2 separate regions of the Anas platyrhynchos genome follow, and region 1 is linked to region 2. A link is a contact called in public Hi-C data. All regions are on one chromosome and are shown on one strand. The core of a region is the stretch at or near the end of the contact, and the rest is flanking DNA. Distances in the headings are between cores, read along the strand shown.

Region 1 (3,510 bases), core at 177-2,676, 50 kb before region 2:
ATGCTTTTGGGATGACTGGGTCAAAAGAAGCTACACAAGTATGCAGAAGACTCCGTGGTTTGTCTCCGGGCCCTGGGAAGGAGACAGCTTTCTCGTGTTTGCACTCACTTCTATTTTTTTTCTGGAGGAAGTGGGAAGAGGACTTCATGCCACAGAGCAAAGTGTGAAGTGAGCTGCTGGCTGTGCCACTGCTCTGGCAGCACAGAGCTCAAAGCTGCGTGGCTGTCACGCTTTCTGGAGGGACTTTTTCTGTTATTATTATTATTTATTTATTTATTTTTATTTATTTATTTATTTATTTATTTATTTTTGAGGGTTCCTCCATTGCTGTCTTGAGAGCAACTTCCAGCAGCCTGTTTGCCACCCGGTGCGCTGTGTGCGCAGAACTGGGCACTGGTTGTGGTGCACAGCGTGGCCCCTGGCCCGAGAGCCCTGCTGGAAAGAGTGACAGATCCGAGAGGAAAGCAGACAAAAGGGAGCCCAGAGAGCTCTGCTCCCCTCCAGGCATCCTTCCTGTGAGAGCTGGCCTCGCGCCCGGCACGGGCTGCGAAGGAAGCGATGGATGTGTCTGCACCAAACCCCTGCAGATGGGCAGGGGAGCCGGGTACCCCCACATTCGTGCCCCCACCCACCTCCTGGCCTGGCAGAGCGCTTTGCAGGCACCCAGGATGCAGGATCCCCTGCTCCTGTGGGAAATCCCACGGGAAGCACTGGGAAGCTCTGGGGTGCTCTGGGGAGCCGGCGAGGGGCAGGTGGGAGGCTGCCGGGGCTGTGCTAAAATCGGTGGCTTGTCACGGGGGGCTGGGTCCCCCCGCTGTCCCGCGGTGAGATCCGGGTGCCTGAGCCCTGCTGTCAGCCCGGCCTTGCTTGTTCTGAAATAATCTCATAAATCACAACCCGGTGTTTTTTTCCTGGTGTGCACACGAAGGCTTATTCCAGCCTGCAGGCTGTGTACCCAACGCCCGACTGCTTGCACAGGACTTTGTGGCACTTCCTTTTATTATGGTCTTTCTTGCAAACAAATGCTAAGCTTACACAAATGTTTGCAGGAGGAAGACAAGGAGCTGTGAATAGCTGTGAATAGAGTCAAAATGAATGGCCGGGCCATGTTTGGTGACTGTTTTTTTCTTCCCCCCCCCCCAGTTTTCTCCCAGCTGGGGTGGCTGCCGCAGGCTCACCGCGGGGCCCCTCTTGCAGGGGACCCAGGGAAGCACCCCCAGGGCGCTGGGGAAGGTTTGTCCCGGGGGGGGCAGAGCTGCTGGGAGCCCTCTGCGAGCGCCTCCGTGACTGCTCCTAACGAGCTGGAGCCGGGGCCGGAGTGAAAATCGAAACCAGCTGGGGTTGGGTTTCCAACGCCCTCCGTGCGCCTTTGACAGCGGTGGCTCCGGGGCCGTTCCTTTTCCCTCTCCCCCCGGCGCAAACACCGCCGGCGGCTTTTCAAACCCGCATCCTTCGGGGAATTTCATCGCGATCCGCGACCAACTGCATAACGGTGCAGGGTTTGAATCGGCGTCCCGCCCCCGCGGGCAGGGCTCCCTGCCCGGCCCTCCCCCGGCTGCCTGCGCCGAGCCCTGCCCGCAGCCGCTGCCTGCCCGCGGCTCTGCCGCACCGGCACCCATGGGTGCTCCGCGCCAAGCTCGCCCCGGGCCCGGGGGTCTCCCCGCGCTCTAGCGCCCGGCGAGCGCCGCGCCTGCCCCGGGCAGCCGGCACATCATGCCCCTGCTGGATTTTTTCTGGGCTTGCTTCAAAAGAGCCAAGGTAAGCAGCTGCCCTTTACGCAGCGCCGGGGGCGCGCTCCCCGCTGGTCCCCAGGGAGAGCTGCCCCAAGGCCAGGCCGGGACAGAGCGGGGAGGTGGCACCGGTGCTGCCCGGTGCGTGCCATGGGGAGACCTCGTGCCCGTGACACCCGGGGCGAGGAGGGTTTGGGATGTGCCCCATGGGGACTGGCTCAGCGGTGCCACTGGGTGCTGGGTGTGTGTGTGTGCTGCTGGCTCGGTGCCTTCCCTGCCCGCTGTGGGTCTGCGGGACGTGGCAGCAGAAGGTTCGAGTTCCTCTCCCTCCGTTCTCCCCATGTCCAGGCTCGTTGCAAACCGCTGGCAATATCAAGCGATCCCTCTCTGCTGTAATCCCGAGGTGCATTCCTTCCCCCTTCCCTAATTTTTTGGTAGGCAGCTGCTTCTGAGCTGTTATTGATAAGTAGAACAAATCTCTTCCCTCTCCTTAACTTGAGCACTCGCGGCCAGAAACCTTTCCTCCGCCTGGGTCAGGTCCTGCCTGTCCATGGGGTCGTGGCTGCAGGAGGGCAGCGCACGCCTCTTTGTGCACACGCGTGTGGCACCGGCCCTGCTTCCATGGGGAGCCCTGGTCCGTGCCTGCAGCCCTGGGGCTGTCCTGCTGCATGCAAGGAGCTCACCTGGAGGCCTGGGTTGTGCCAGCGGGGCCATGCACGGGGCTGTTTTTGCCTCTGGCCATGCCAGCCTGAACGCAGGGCGGCTGAGAGCGGGATGGCGGAGCAAGGATGGGGGCCGGAGGCCCCGGGTTTTAATTTCCTGCAGCAGTCGTTCCGTGGCATCTGGCATTTTTCATCTGGGCTTAAAGCACAAAGCTCTGTTAGCCCATCCCTGCCTGTTGTGTTCTGTTGCGTCACAGCCTGTGTGAGGTGTGGGGGGTAGGTTTTGGGGGTACCGTTAGCACCAGGTTGGAAAAAGTACAAAAATCACTGCAGCAGGCGAGGGTCTGCAGGGGTGAAGCGCCTGTGGAATGCAGGCTCTTCCCCGGGGGTTTCAATACAAAGCTCAGAATAGTTAAGTCTAAAAATAACATTTGTGCAATTCATTAATAATATTAATAGCTGTCTTGTCCCTGCTGTCTCCAGAGAGCTTAGCACATCCTCGTTAACCCTCCTTGTCCCTGCAAGCTGTTGTCATCATCATCGTGCTGGCAGAGATGCTGTGGCAGGGACCAGGGCGCGTCCCCTGCAGCGTGTCCCAGCTCCATCCCGGCTCCATCCCAGCTCCATCCCTCAGTGCTGGGCCCACCCAGCACCCACCCGCAGCCTTGTGCCCGATGAAGGCTCCCATTGCCCGGCTGGGGTGGCACCTGGGGGTCGCTGTGGGACACCTCCTGTCCTTGCTGCCCCCAGCTACCTGCTGTGGGGAAAGGAAAATCCTCACGGAGAGGTGTAAGCAGCACGGAGCTGCCCTGGCAGTGAGTGGTGCTGGGGTGGGAGCTCCCCAGGAGCACAGAGGCGGGGGGCGCAGGGGGCTCACAGCCCGGCAGCGGTGTTCCTGGTCTGCTCAGCTGGGCTGAGAGCTGCCCGGGGGTGTTCGGTGCTCGCAGGGCCCGAGGACGTGGCTGCTCCGTGTTCCAAATGCAATGGGGATGTTGCGGGTGAGGGCTCTGCTTTGGCCTTTTTTCCTCCTTTTTTTTTCCCTCCCTGTGCCTGTGTTGCTCAGCTACTCGCTACGGGAGGCAGAAGAATTTCCTGAAGGCAGAGAAATGCGCAGGGCT
Region 2 (3,537 bases), core at 80-2,579:
GAGGGAGTGATTTTTCTCCTAATATTTTTTTAAAATTTCTTTTTTTTTCTACCTATAAATACTTGTACAGTTGGAATATTAATATATAACTCCGGCGGTAGAGCTCGGCGCCAGGCGATGTTCACTTCAAAGCCGTGTTTTGTATTTAAGGGACTGCTCCTCGTTTTGTATCATATGCAACAGGATGTTTGACTTGGATGGGGGCTGCTCTTCCCGTCCGTGTAATTAATAAAGTACTAACGATAGCTGCTGGCTGGTGCTGGGGGGGTGCTGCTGGCCGATTCCCCAGCCCCGGGACCTCGTGGGGCTGGGCACTGCTTTCACCTGGTGGCTGGAGCCATCAGGCCCCACATCCAACATTTCGGCAGAACGAGGCCAAAGAAGGCACCCGAGAGCAGCCGTGAATTGGGCGGCAGGAGCCGAGCCCCCCATGGGGAGCTTGCTGCCCCCTAAGCCCCCAGACCCACACGAGCACCATGGTGGCAGCGAGCAGCTGACCTCGAGGTGCTCGGGCCCTTCGTGGCACAGCCACTGCCCGCTGCAGGGGAAGATCTGACAGGGGAGATGTGGAGATCCCCTGGGGTGTCCTTGTGCCACCGGGCAGCATCAGGCGGTGCTGGTGGGTGGCACTGCCAGCACGGAGCTCCTCTGGGACTGCTCCGACTGCCTGGCCCGCAGGCAGCCCTTCAGCTGCTCCTGGAAGGGGGCAGTGGTGATGGTGTAGAGGATGGGGTTGAGGGCGCTGTTGATGGGCAGGATGAAGATGACCACCCAGGAGGTGACGGTGCCTGCGTGCCACCAACGAGGACATGGCGTTAGGCGGCAAGGGGCCCTGCCTAGGGGAACCCACCCATGCCACAGATGGGGGCAGTCCCAATTCCAAGCTCATGGCCATGGGGGGGGGTCACAACTGCTGCTCTCTGGGGAGCTTCAGGGGGCCAGGGTCCACTCTGGGACGGGTGATGCTCACCCCCTGCACTCAGACACCCACCCTTGGCAGCACCCACACCGAGGGGCCCCCACCCAGGGGCTCTGGGCTGACAGCGGTGGGCCTGGGTCCTTCACCTGGTATTTCCACCTGCAGCAGGGAGAGCAGCTTGAGGAGGAAGATGGGTATCCAGCAGAGCGCGTCGGTGATGACGATGAAGAAGAAGCGCTTTGCGATGGCGACTTCTCGGGAGCAGATGCTCCGCGGGGCCGTCCTGGAGGCGGTGACGCGGATGGAGTAGAACATGCCGGTGTAAGCGAAGACGATGGTGATGAAGGCTGCGAGGTTCAAGCCTGGAGAGGAAGAGGTTTCCCTCCGAGCACCTCGGCTGGGCTCGTGGTGCAGCAGGACCGGTCCCACTCCCCACTAGAGGGGGCAGAGGCAGCTCCGCAGCCAGGGCTCGCCCCAAACCCGGGCGCACTGAGCCACCCCCTGCCACTGGGACCCCGTCCTGCCCCTCTCCATCCCCGTCCCTGTCCCCATCCGGAGGGGCTCACCCAGGTAGATGGTGGTGGAGTAGCCCCTGGCGCTGGGCCGCTCGCCCAGGTCGGACTGCAGCGGGAAGCAAACCCCGTTCCGGCCGTAGTAGTTGCCAAAGGACTCCTTGCACCACAGGGGGACGAGGCTGAGGGAGAAGCCCAGGAGCCAGATGGCAGCCAGCACCGAGACGGTCTGCCTCCTGCCCGCCCGGTGGTGGCTGAAGGGGAAGACGATGGAGAAGTACTTCTCCAGGGTCATGTAGGTCAGCAGCAGGACGGACACCTCGGAGGACAGCATGGCCAGGCTGCCCAGCAGCTGGCACTGCAGGCTGCCCATCCAGCCCTGTGCGTGCTTGTTGTACTCGCCCGAGTACTTGAGGTCGAAGGCGCCGATGATGAAGAGGTAGATGCCCATCAGCCCGTCTGCACCTGGGGGGAGGCAAGGCAGGGTGAAGGGGCAGCTGCAGGGGGCACTCAGTGCCCTGCTGGGCCACGAAGCCACCGCAGAGCTGCTGTGGGCACGTGTTAGAAGAGCTGCCCCACGGCACCACAGTGCTTATAAGCACGGGTAGGAGCCGAGATGTGCCAGGAGCACACCTGGCAAAGGCATAAAAAGAAAGCTGGGCAGCAACGGACCCTGGCCATGCTGGTTTGGGGTGGTGTGAGCTGGAGAGCCCCCCCCGTGCCCTCCCCACCACTCCCAGCTCACAGCACAGGGATTTGATGGCCATGGCGTGCTGGCTGTTCTCCGCGGCCACGAGGGAGCGCATACAGATGACGAGGAGGTTGCCCAGGCAGGTGACGCAGGCGATGACCCAGACGAAGACGCGCAGGATGATGTTGGCCAGGAGGTGCTCGAAGGAGGAGATGCCGTCGGTGTTGGGCTTGCAGCTGCGCACGTGGGGCGCGGAGCTGCAGTACTGGAACTTCTTGAAGTAGCTGCTGGGAGGAAGGGGCTGGCTGCCACCCGGCCGGCCTGCACGGCCCTCCTGCTGCCACAGCCACCTCCTCCAGCACACCCAGTGCTCGTCCCTGCCTGCATGGAGCAGGGCCAGCCGGACCCTCCCGTCACTAGCCACGAGCCTCGGAGCTGTCACTGAGCAGGGACAGGACAAGGGGACAGGACGCAGGAGGTGGCACACAGCCCTCTGCGGCAGCACCCAGGACAGGGGAGGAACGTGCAGAGAGGAGCGGAGCTGACCAGGGGTGTAGGTTGCAGTGTCTGCACTCTGGTTTGGACACCAACTAAGCAACAGCCCCAATCCTTTGCAGAACAGGCAGGAGGCACCCCAATGCTTTCCTGGATCGAGCACGGCACAACCACGCTTGTACCTGTCACTGTTAGCTAATAGAGAGGAGTGTTTTCCTCCAGCCCTGCCGCTCACAAACATTTAAAAACCATTCCCTTGTTCAGGTCTCTCAACTTCCATTAGCAGGGATTCAGATTTTCCCCCTGCATATTATTTCAGATTAATCTTCTCAAGCCTTATAAAAGCAATCCCTTACAAGCTGAGTAAAAACTCCGCATTAGGAAATGACTACAAAACTGCAATGCAAGGCTCGTTTCTGCTTAATTATAGATAAAAGGGGAGAAAATGATTGCTTATTAGCAAGTCAGGTAGAAAATGTACCGTATTTACAGTCCAAACAGACCAATTACAGAAAGGAAGAGGTACGGTTGTCTTTCATTACAGGTACTCTAAAATGTGCATCTGGAGATAATTAATGATTTTTTTTTTCCTATCCTTCCAAAGCAGAGCCCCAGCACTCCCAGCTGGCTCCTCGGCTCTGCTTCCACCATGCGTGGTGCCTGCCTGGTGCCTGCCCGGCCTTCCTGCCCATCTCTGCTGTCCTTGGGCCGTTACCTCGGGCCCAGGCACCTCGGAGGGGACACTCGGGCACACGGCGCTGTGCACACCTCGCCCCACACAGCCCACCCCTCCTGTGCAATGCACACTCAGAAGTGTGCATCGATCCTCATGTGGCATGCACTGGGGGGGATAATCTGCAGCTTGGTGGGGGATAAATGCCCCCGCTGCCCCGGCAGGGGGTCCTGCACGGGGAGCTGCA

The links. A called contact is a pair of places that touch in the nucleus more often than the background predicts.
Region 1: a contact with region 2 is called in a Hi-C map of skeletal muscle, with 2.1 times the contacts expected there. The contact joins the promoter of STARD8 here to the enhancer-like site in region 2. A contact is called at or near these places in 4 of 8 Hi-C or Micro-C datasets (liver, skeletal muscle and subcutaneous adipose tissue).

What each region holds. Positions count from the first base shown.
Region 1 is chr10:24,399,369-24,402,878 of IASCAAS_PekinDuck_T2T, reverse strand. STARD8 (StAR related lipid transfer domain containing 8) reads left to right here and starts at 1,426. Exons shown (of 15, transcript XM_072042822.1): 1 at 1,426-1,758. The coding sequence starts at 1,714.
Region 2 is chr10:24,349,068-24,352,604 of IASCAAS_PekinDuck_T2T, reverse strand. It overlaps STARD8 (StAR related lipid transfer domain containing 8), which reads left to right. Exons shown (of 15, transcript XM_072042822.1): 15 at 1-245. It overlaps LOC119717855 (relaxin receptor 1-like), which reads right to left. Exons shown (of 18, transcript XM_038184263.2): 15 at 2,177-2,409; 16 at 1,486-1,896; 17 at 1,066-1,281; 18 at 205-788. The coding sequence ends at 607. Among named protein-coding and RNA genes, the nearest start is that of STARD8, 51 kb to the left of the region's middle. Within about 2 kb of position 1,329, at least 1 of the 8 cell types and tissues checked has an H3K27ac peak or open chromatin away from gene starts, as enhancers often do. A contact at or near this core is called in subcutaneous adipose tissue, where this site is marked.